Linked DNA regions of Mus musculus: all the other regions are linked to region 2. The links are chromatin contacts, called in public promoter capture Hi-C maps. All regions are on one chromosome and are shown on one strand. The core of a region is the stretch at or near the end of the contact, and the rest is flanking DNA. Distances in the headings are between cores, read along the strand shown.

The links. Promoter capture Hi-C pulls out the DNA fragments that hold promoters and counts their contacts. Capture Hi-C pulls out chosen DNA fragments and counts their contacts.
Region 1: a promoter capture Hi-C map of liver shows a contact between it and region 2, with 4 times the contacts expected there. The contact joins the promoter of Eif2ak3 here to the promoter of Suclg1 in region 2. A contact is called at or near these places in 3 of 39 promoter capture datasets (the 3T3-L1 cell line and liver), 1 of 115 datasets of contacts at active chromatin or transcription factors (fibro-adipogenic progenitors) and 1 of 9 other capture datasets (adipose tissue).
Region 3: a contact with region 2 is called in a promoter capture Hi-C map of liver, with 4 times the contacts expected there. The contact joins the promoter of Rpia here to the promoter of Suclg1 in region 2. A contact is called at or near these places in 1 of 39 promoter capture datasets (liver), 2 of 484 Hi-C or Micro-C datasets (double positive thymocytes and muscle stem cells), 2 of 115 datasets of contacts at active chromatin or transcription factors (astrocytes and extraembryonic endoderm stem cells) and 2 of 9 other capture datasets (adipose tissue and liver).

What each region holds. Positions count from the first base shown.
Region 1 is chr6:70,843,073-70,846,901 of GRCm38.p6, reverse strand. Eif2ak3 (eukaryotic translation initiation factor 2 alpha kinase 3) reads right to left here and starts at 2,387. Exons shown (of 17, transcript NM_010121.3): 1 at 1,881-2,387. The coding sequence starts at 2,176.
Region 2 is chr6:73,246,452-73,249,967 of GRCm38.p6, reverse strand. Suclg1 (succinate-CoA ligase, GDP-forming, alpha subunit) reads right to left here and starts at 1,463. Exons shown (of 9, transcript NM_019879.3): 1 at 1,215-1,463. The coding sequence starts at 1,311. It overlaps Gm38834 (a long non-coding RNA gene), which reads right to left and starts at 1,205. Exons shown (of 2, transcript XR_869182.3): 1 at 585-1,205.
Region 3 is chr6:70,790,867-70,794,527 of GRCm38.p6, reverse strand. It overlaps Rpia (ribose 5-phosphate isomerase A), which reads left to right and starts at 2,353. Exons shown (of 9, transcript NM_009075.2): 1 at 2,353-2,642. The coding sequence starts at 2,379.

The sequences.
Region 1 (3,829 bases), core at 1,138-3,637, 2.4 Mb after region 2:
GAGGCATCAGGACCAACATCCCTTACCTTTTCTTCCCAGATTCTCTAAGCCTCTTGATGTTCCTGTTTGCTATCATTTTCTGGCCACTAACTCTTGATCTTTATACAGCTGTATCAAGAGATGAAGAACCAACTCACTTGCTAGGAACTAAGATTTTGCTTCAACTATCTCTCATATTAGTCCCAAGTAATGGAATATAATACTAGTATCTTTACCTTGTTTCAGTAAACCTTGTTGCTAGAGAAATAGACCTGACCATTCAAGATTAAGATTTCTCAGACTAATGTGTATATAAATCACACAGTGATCTATTACAAGGCAGGTGCTTAGTAGGTTGGGAGGTACTTGATTCTGGAGGTCTAACGTGGTTCCAAGTGATAATGCTGTTAGGCGAAGAATACACACACACACACACACACACACACACGCACACACGCACACACGCTCCCCAAAATGGTCTCAATATAATTTCCAACCCCCATTCTTCTTGCTGTCTTAAGTCCACCATCTATCAGAATTCTACCCATTTTTAAGAACCAAATCATTCTGTCACAGCCATTTCTTATCTATAAACCTACCTCATCCCTTGCCTTACACAGCATACACCAGCAAACTGTGCATCACCCATGACAGTTCCTTTGTACTGCTTTCTACTGTTCATTTGAACCGCCCTACAGTTAGGACCTTCTGCTTCATCCCGATTGCTGGATTGACTGCGTATTCCTTCCAAGAGCAGAGGCTTCCTGCTCTACCTCCATAACCCCAGGGGTTCTGCTCAGCTTTAGAAAGTCCCTGCTGCTGCAGGTGTGTGTTCTAAGGAAAACAGAATAGTTCTCTCTACTTCGTGTAATTTACTCTTCACAGCTGTTTCACTCATCTAGGAGAGTTCATACATTCGCAAATAGATGAAATTGTATTCTTTATTACTTAAACATTCTTAAATATAACTATTCAAATGGTGTATGGAGAATTTTAGGGCTTGCCCTGTTTATTTCTGGTAATCACTGGGTACCTAGATCAAGGTTCTGATACTTTTTATAATCTATAACTACTATGTTACAAACTTAGATATGTTCTAATTTAGATGCAGCTCTTAATTTACCTAATGCTCTTTTAGCATTCTTTCTATTAAATAGTGCCACTTTCTCCACACATGCTATCTGAAAAATACTTTATTAAAGTATTTTACATTCTGTGCAGACTTTGAAAATTGCTTTAAAACTTGTCTCTTGAATTTGTATGTTTATAAGGCTAAGAAATCCAACTGAAATAAACTATGCTAACCCCCTTTAAATATCAAAAAGCTGCTAGGATAAAAGAACCCAAGCACACTCCTTAAACTTTAACCTCTAAGTGTGTTCGGAGCTCTTGAGAGTGCTTGTTCTTACCCAGAAAAGGTCTGGTTTAGTAAAACCGGGGCGGAGCCTAGAAAACTGTCCATTTAACCAGCATCCCCCTGGTAATTCTGATGCAGGTGTTCCCGCATATCTCAATTAGAGAAACAGAAAATCAAAACCCTCGACCAGGAGCCACAACAGACTTGTATTTGAAGGATAAATGTAGGCATCTCTTTTGAAAGTCGTTTTACCTGTCGCAACAGAATCAGGACAGAACGAGTCAAGTATTTGGGAATGGGAGTGTAAAGTGCATATGGTTAAAGCCCGAAAACAATGAAAGCGGGGAAGTGACTTTCTTCCCTAAGCCGGGTGTTGCATTCTCCAGGCATCCCTCATCCTCCTTTAAAGATGCTGTTGCCCTCCCACAGCCAGGACCAGGCAGGCGCTCAGAGTGGGACAGGAAGGTGTCGCGGCTCTCTGCTTTGTCCGCAGTCACTCGCATCCCTGCGAGAGGTGCCCCGACCCTAGTTCCCAACCTCTCACCTGCCGCGAGGCCGCAGTTCCACGTCGTCATCGGGCTCCGTCGCGCGTGACTCCGGTTCGCCAGCGGCAGCCGGCAATGCCTCGGCGTCCTCCACGGTCACTTCGGCCGTTGCCACCGCAGGCACCCGCGCGGCCGAAGTCGGGGCGGCCGCTGCCCCTAAGCCAAACACTGTCTCCGACGCGGGAGCAAGCAAACTGCGGGCGGGCGCGACCGCCGAGATCCCCGCCGCGCAGCCCAGCAGCAGGAACAGAAGCAGCAGCAGCGCGCGCGGCCCGGGCCGGGTGGCGCGCTCCATCAGCGGCCCGCCCCACGCGCGGGCATGGAGACCCTGCCGTCGGCGCCCGCCCGTCTCGCCGCTCGGAGCCTCGGAGCACTGCGAGCGCGCGCCACGGACCCCGCCGCCTCTCGACTTCGCGCCGCAGCAGCAGAGCTGCCCGGCCACGTCTCAGCCACTGCCACCTGAGTGACAGCCTTGTGCAGACATCGCCCATTGAGCGAGGGTTCCGTGCGTCTGCTCTGCGATTGGTTGCGCGCCTTGCCACTCCGAGCCAGGCAGACGCGTTCCTTGTTGTCAACATTATACCTACCAATCAAATTGTAGTTTTCCCTGTGGCAGTCCGGCCCTTTTCCGGGAACGACGGCCAATGAGAAATGCCCCTCCCCAGAGTCTTCTTAGGCGATTGGTGAATCATTTCAGTTCCCTAATGCCACTTCTGGAACGGATTGGTCCATTCCCTGATTGGCCTCGCCCCTCAAAGTGAGGCGCTGGGAAAAGCTTGGAGATTATTGGTGAAAGTGGATGCTCCTCAAAGGCCTGAGCTAACTGCTTCTTGATTGGTTGGAAGCGGCACTTAGTACGTGGCCGATTCTGAGTGTGAAGAGGACCGTCCCCTGTGAAAGGAAGAAGAGTGGAAAGGAGTCCCGGGTGGCCGGGAGGTGGCTGATCTTAAAGGGATAGATGCTTTTGCTATTCCCAAGCCGAATTTATTTGGAAAGAAGGGATGAGAGTTGGGGGAAAGTGACTGCACAGGTCATGTGTCCTTAGAAGTTCAGGAGTTGCCCAATTTGTGGCTAGGAAGGTATTAAGAATTACAATTACAGCTTTGATAGAGATGACAGTGATCTGTAGAACAGATAACCCAGAGCGCCCGGAACGCCTCTTAACCTGTTTATAAAGGAGGATCCCAGGCCTGGCGCACTTGAAGTAATCTGCACAAGGTCACACAGTCACAAAAATTTATTAAGTCTCCCGGTTGGTTTGGCATGCTTTACACTGCCCTCAGGAGAAATAGAACGACAACGACCAAAGTGGGGAAGGTTCAAATGTTTGACCAAAGCGTTTAAAATTCTCTTAAAGTAGTTGCGAATACCCTGAAGATTTCAGAGCTGGTGTGTGGAAGAGTAAGAAGTTGCATCCTTCAGCAGTGTACTCAGAACACCAACCAAACACTGGGAAGATTTTTAATGATGTTGGCAGTTTGTGTACGCTGGTCTCCATCTGCATGAAGCACACTTAATTTCCACTCAGCCCCAATCCCTATAAACCCATTTCTCCCTTTAGTTCTCACCACATTCCTTCTCTCTTCTGTACAACAAATCTCTAAAGCGCCTTGTCTTCCTGTCCTCTCTCATCTCACACACACTGCACAGGCATTAGTATTCCTCAGCTCCACCCAGATTGCTCTGATTCACTCACATGGTTTTAATAAATTCGAAGAGGAGTCCCGTTTTTCCTCCTAAGTGTCCTCCACTGTGGAACTCAGCCTTTCCTCTATGAGACATTTTGTCCCTTGTTTTCCTGCTTCCCTACAGGGCAGGATATGACCTTCAACTTACCCTGTGTTGCTTAGGATGAAAGCCAAGGACCGGAAGTTCTTGCCCTGTATATTAATTCTCCAGGGCTGTCATAGCAAATTCCCTCTAGCATATGTGTTCTAGAGGCTAGAAT
Region 2 (3,516 bases), core at 214-2,713:
TTAGGATACCCAAGAAAGAAACTAAGTCTCACCTACTATCTGATGCGAGAGGAAACAAGATGTCACAAAGAAAAGAGTGTTACATGAGTGTCTATTTCTGAGCAGTAAACTGACTCACTTATTCTACACAATGAAACCAAACCACTCATTACTTCTTAACATCTCCTAGATCTGGATAAACCTGACAACCAATCACTCATCACAGTTTTAATCGGCAATCATTTCTCCTGTTAGTGATAGGCAGGACAATGCTCTGCTTCACAAACCAAGCTATTACTTGAGAGATGTTTGTTTGTTTGTTTGTTTAGTAGGCTTTTGTTTGTTTCATTTCGTTTTGTTTTCAAGACAGGGTTTCTCTGTGTAACAGCTGTGGCTCTCTTGGGACTCATTTTGTAGACCAGGCTGGCCTCGAACTCACAAAGACCCGCATACCTGCCTCTGCCTCCCAAATGCAGGAATTAAATGTGTGGGCCACCACATCCATCGAGAAATCACTTTTTAAAAAAAGACTATTATACACATACGAATGATTGGCCAGACTTCAAAAACGACATGACCGGTTCCCAAGCTGTTTCCTATCGTACCTAACACAGAGACTTTGAACGCAGCACTACTTTTCAAGAGTCAGCATTGCAGGATAGCAACCCTGGGAGATTGGTTCTCAGAAACTGAGGTGTTCATTGGAGTCTCGTAAAGAGCGACACATCATTGGTCAGCTTCCAAGCTCCTACGGGGCCACGTTGACTCTGGGTGCAGAAACCACCTTTCCGTTGGCCCTACCACTTCAACAGAACGGTCAACTCCAAGTGCAGAATCTTTCGGGACAAATTACAACCTCTTCAACCCGGGGGCTCACACTCCCAGCAGAGTTCATCCTGGACCTCTTTAGCCTTGGCTCCAAGTAAGGGCCAGCCCAGAGGCCACCTCCACCTCACCCCCCCCCCCCCGCCTCCACACACACACACCCCGTCACCGAGGGAACTAGGATATTGTTGCCGTGTCTGCAGGGCGCCCTGCGAAGTGCATCGGCCGATCCACGACCCCATCGGACAAAGCCCCCTCCACCCCCGAGGTCTGCCACTGGCGTTTGGACCGGTGGCTCCCTCGCCCCTTCCGAGGGCCCGCCCGGAAGAGCCCGGACACCGCCGGGGCCAGAATCAGGAACCCGAGGTCTACGCAAGCATGGAGGACAGAGCCGGGCCGGCACGACTCACGGAGGAAGGTGCGCGACAACAGGCGGGCGGCGGCGAGGCCGCTGCTGCTGGAGACCATGGTTGCAGTGGCAGCCGCAGCAACTACTGTTGCGGTCATCCCCCAATGACACTCTCAGGACCCCGGGACCTTGGCATGGGCTCAGGCTCGCGCAGAAAGGTGTCTAGAGGAGTAGCCTGAATATCTTACGCTCCTCGGAGTCTCTTCTCAAACAGTGAACGTTACAAGTGGAAAAGAACAAGAAGGATGACGTTTGAAAAGCAAACAATAGCTCTGTTCTTTAGTAGATGTGGGCTTGGGTAACCATAAACATAACGGCAATGTGTGGGACAGCCCATGAGAGGCCCGGCCGGCGCGTGGTGTTGTGGGAAATGTATTTTTTTTCCGAGTAAGCAGCGTGCTGAAAGGGAAGGGGTTGGAAGCGATTTAAACTCCGGCGTGGGCGCCCAGGAAAAGCCGTGACAAACGCTGAGGGGAGGCGCCGGCAGCAATGCTATGTGCCAGACCGTGATCCTGCACTTTGTTTTTTTCTGACCTGTTACAGAGAAGATTGTACTCCTCTTGTCCTCCCTGTACGGTTCCGGAAATTATCCGCACTAGTGGCCGGCAAAAGAAAAAAGGAAAAGTGACCAAATACTTAAAATTAAAAAGCCCCTTAGCTGACAGTTTCCTGAAGCAGGAATCTCTTTATTAAACAAACTGGCGCACTGCCTTCGACTAATGCTAATTATTTACTAATGCTAATTATGCCTCTTTCTAAAATCCTAAGGACTACAACTCGAGATCAAATAGGATTTGTGCCCAATTGGAACAAATTATTCACTCCACTCTTTTAAAACCTTAGCAAGTCCTTGAGCCAAAGCACCACGTTTCTTGTCTAAAACCGCGTTCCTAAGATTCCTTATCAGTATAATCAATAAAGTTATTTTAGCTCAGTAAGGTCGTCATTATAATTCGCACCATTCTCATGTGTACTTGTCTTGTAGATCCTGCCCTTGTGGTAAAGTTAAATATCAGTGCTTTCCAAATAGGTCCAGTGTGAACATTTTTTTAAAGATTTATTTATTTACTTATTATGTACAGTGTTCTGTCTGCAGTATGTCTGTGAGCCAGAAGAGGGCACCAGATCTCATTACACTTGGTTGTGAGCCACCATGTGGTGGCTGGGAATTGAACTCATGGACCTCTGAAAGAACAACCAGTGTTCTTAACCTCTGAGCCATCTCTCCAGCCCGCGAACAATGGTTTTAAGGAGGAAATTTTTCACTGAATCTTTACTTAATAATTAAGCATTTTGTTTCATTTATTTAACAAAATGTGTAATACATAGTATATATAACATATAGTATAGATTGTAAATATGTGTGTGTGTACACTATATTGACAACATTATGCTGATTGGACCAAGTGAGTAGTGGATAGCAGCCAGTTTGAATTCATGGGTAACACGTAAATTCAACCAAAATTCAAGAACCTTCTAACTCAGTGAAATTCTTAGGAGTGCAGTGGTTTGGGGCATGCAGAGCTATCCTTCTATTGTAAAGTTATTGTGTCTGGCCCCTCCCACTGGAAAGAAGCACGGTGTTTACTGAGCCTGTTTGGATTTTGGATGCAGCACCCTCTTCACTTGGGTGTGTGACTCCAGTCCATAGTGACTCAGAAAGCTACTAACTTTAAGTGGGGCCTGGAGCAAGAGAACGCTCTTGAAGAAGTCCAGACTGTTGTGCAAGCAAGCACACTACCACTTGGCTCAGGTGATCCAGCAGACCCAATGGTACTTGAGATCTCAGTGACAGGCAGGGATGCTGTCTGGAGCCTTTGGCAGGCCCCTAGGTGAGTCACAGAAGAGACCTTTGGATTTTAGAGAAAGGCTTCATCATCATCTGTAGACAATTCTCCCTTTAAGAGGCAGCTGTTAGCCTGCTATTGGGACTTAGTTTGACAATGGGACACCAAGTTACTATATAACCTCAAGGTACTCTGTAAGCTGCTCATCATGCACTGGAAATTATCTGATCCACCAGTCATAAAGCAGGATGTGCACAGTAGCAATCTATTAATAAATGGAAGTGGTATATATGTGATCTGGCCCAACCAGGTCCTGAAGGCACAAGCAAATTACATGAAGAAGTTCTCCAAATGCCTATGGTTTCCACTCACATTACAATGCTGTCTGCTGCCACACACACACCTATAGCCTCAAGGTATATCCCCTATGATCAGCTGGCTGAGAAGAGAAGACTGGGGCCTGGTTCCCTGATGGTTCTGTACATTATGCAGGCATCACCCAGAAATAGACAGCTG
Region 3 (3,661 bases), core at 1,104-3,603, 2.5 Mb after region 2:
CTGCTATTTAGGCAGCCTGGCCTGGAACTCCCTCAAATCCACGTACCTCTGCTTCCCATGCCCTACAAACAGTGAAGTTTTGATAACGTGCTTAGTCCTATAGCTAATGGTGCTTACTAAAGGACAGGAATTCTGAATGACTGAAGGCAGAGTGTAGCGTTGAGGCATGGAATGTGTGCTATTCTATCTTGCTTCAGATACACGTTGAGGATCTTTTGTGTGTGAGCAGCAGCCTGATAGCCTGCACAGAGGATGAATGCTAAGCACAAAGTAAGTAAAGAATAAAGGATCGAGGAAAGACCTTCTGAACTAGTGGTGTAATCCTAGCTACATCCTAGCATATGGGCTGAAAGTTCAAGGGATGCCTGGGCTACGGAATGAGGCCAAGGCTGGATGGTCAGCTTAGTGAGACCCTGCTGCCAATGTCAGGGGGGCATGTGGCAGAGACCCAGCTTCACAGTGCTGAGTGACTGCAGGAGTCAGAGTTATTTCCAGAGACGTCTACTCTGGTGGATCCAGGATCCAAGTCATAGTTCAGTTTATTATAAAGGGGTTTTATTTCATATTTAAAGATGGGGTTAATATGAAGGGAGATACTATCTGTTTTGCAGCTTTATGTCAACTTGACACATGCTCGCCATCTGAGTGGAGGGAACCTCAGCTGAGAAAATGACTTCATAAGATCGTCCTGGAGGCAAGCCTGTAGGACATTTTCTTAATTAGTGATTGGTATGAGAGGACCCAGCCCATGGTGGGTGGGGCTCCATCTGTCCTGGTGGTTCTGGGTGTTGCAAGAAAGCAGGCTGAGTAAGCTGTGAGGAGCAGGCCGGTAAACAGCACCTCTGCCTCCAGGTTCCTGACACTGTTTCCCTCAGTGCACTGTGATTCAGGACATATAATCCAAATGAACCCTGCCCTCCCCAAGTTGCTTTTAGTCATGGTGTTTCATCACAGCAACAATAATAATTCTACGATACTACCCTTGTATGGATGTGGTCTCCTCAAGAGGGAGTCTCATGTAAGTGTCCAATCAATAGCGGCACACCTGATTATGGTGGGTCCTGAAGTTACATTTGTAATGGTGGCTGAAGAATTTTCTTCTTCTTTTTTTTTTTTTTTTTGGTAAAGGAGACTATCGAGTGGTTTCTGAGTGCCTTGGGCAGGATTACAGTCTGATAAAGATAAAACTCAGGTTATAAAAGTTGCAAAAAAGCATTGTGACCGGTCTTTATTGTTCCTAAGGGTTCCTGGAACATTCTAGCTCTTGGGGGTTGCTGGCACATGCCTTTTGCAGGCACACACCGTTAACCTCTGCTCTGGGGAAGGAAAGTCAGGCTGATCTCGGTGAGTTCAAGGGCATCTTGGTCTACAGAGTTCCTGGACAGCCATGGTTGCAAAGAGAGATCCTGTCTCAAAACACACAAACAAAACAACAAAAAGGACTTCCAGACCTATTTGGTGATGTAATCCCATATCAGGAAAAATGCTCCAAGTTCCAGGCCAGCCTGGACTGAACTCTACAGTGAGTTCAGGCCACTGGGACTGCTGAATGAGACCAAGAACTTGCAGCAAACTAAAGGCAGAAAAGGGGAAGCCCGATAAGGTACACTGGCCTGTGCGCTCGTGACCGGGCTCCATTTAGACACCCTGCATCCAATACCAAGAGCAGAACAATGTCCAAGGCGGGAGTTACTGATTGAACTTGTAACCTTGGGTTTGTGAAGGTCTAGCACAGACATCAGAAGACCTGGGAGTCCCAAGTGTGTCATCAATGAGTGACTCTAGAGCACTGTAAGAAGATGGCTCTGCCGGTAAAGTACTGACTGACACTACCAAGACGGTCAGATAACGGACTTCTGCAAGTTGTTCTTTGGCCTCCACAAGCACAACCTAAATAATACAATGTAATTAAAAGATTTTTTTTAAAAAAAGGCCGTTGTGTTGGTAGAACCACTTGCCTGAGGATTCGCTTACAACACAGCAACGTTCTCATTTGCTGGGCAAACAAGGTCAGGTTTTTAATAGTGTCTCTCTCTTTTTCTAGAATACGCGTACAGCCGGAAAGGTTCTTGGAGTTCACCTAAAGGTGTAAACACTTGACCCCAAGGTAGGGAGTTATTAGCTTCCTAGACAGCAGTTACCCGGACCTTCCGGACAGAAAGTCTGGAGTCAAGGCGGGCGATTTGCACACTAGGGTCGATCGTATTGTGGGACTTGTAGTCCCGAATGCAGAAGGGCCTAGGAACCACTGTCGCCGTAGGACTACATTTCCCAGCAACACGCATTTAGTAATACGCGCGGGGCAGGTTGCGCAAGCGAGCGGGTTTCCGGAGGAGTTGGGGGTGGGGCGGCCGGAGAGGCTGGAGCGAGGCGGCGGGATGCAGCGCCCCGGGCCCTTCAGCACCCTCTACGGGCGGGTCCTGGCCCCACTGCCCGGGCGGGCCGGGGGCGCGGCCTCGGGCGGGGGCGGGAACAACTGGGGCCTCTCGGGTTCCCACGTGCAGTTGCCGGGGCGTGCACATTCGGAGACCCGCGGCGACAAGGGAGGCTCGAGCGCGGGCGGCCCGGCCCCCTCCACGATGTCCAAGGCCGAGGAGGCTAAGAAGCTGGCGAGCCACACGGCGGTGGAGAACCACGTGAAGGTGGGCAGCTGGTGACGGCGTGATGGCTTCGTGCTGCGCGCCCAGGGCACTGCCAGGGTGCGCCTGACTCCTGAAAGGGCGAGGGTTGCGAGAGAGGGGAGAGGATGAGCCTTGTACCCGAATTCGCGCTGTTCTTCCCAACCCTTGAAAGGCCTTCTAGACCCCGAATGGGTGGGTGTCAACTCTTCCCCCAACTGGAGCCTTTTCTACAAAGATTCCCTGTCCGGCTGGAACTGGGTGCACAGTAGAGCCTGGCTGTGCTCTGTTTTAGAGTCTTGTCAGGCTGTTAATGCGTGCCTCCTAATCAGCCCATTGAAAATGGTGAGCCCCGAGGCTGCTGTTCTTCACTTCTCACTTACCGCGAAGCCAGCGGAGGGCTGTTTTGCAAAGTGTTTTGAAATTTTACTCCAAACAGGCTTTTCAGCTCCTCCCGCTGAGGAGCTAGAGTGCTGTCTTTACAAAGAAGCCATCAGGTTACTGTTGACAGGGCCGGGTGGCCAGACATCTGGAGGTGCTGCTTTTTAGGAGGGGTCCAGATGTTTTGAAGTTAGTAAGGCTGTGTCCACATTTGTTAAGTGGCTGGTGTGGTGCTCTGAGTGGACTCTTAGTGTAGGTGGGTTTGCTATCCCGTATGTAGCAGGTTAATTATCTTAATTGTATTACTTCTGTTGCCCTGTGGTGAAGTTTCCTGGTCTTGTTTTCTATTTCTTAGATCGCGTTATCAGAATCCGTATCTTCGTTAAAGGGAATTCTTTTCACTTGTTAAAGCTATGCTGCCCAAAGTTACTTTGCAAAGACACTGTTCTTAGAGCTTTATCTTCCTGCCTAGGGTGAGGGTGGCCTGAGTGGGCGGGGCCGGGTCTGATAACCTCAGGCTTGCCTGTTCTATAGAAGAACACCATTTTTGTTTCAGGCAGGGCTCTTATGCCCTTCTGTTCTAGGGTAGCTTTTTGCTCATCTAGTTAGCATAGGATTTTATACTTGAATTAAGAGGTGTGAGGTATGAATATGAATTTAAA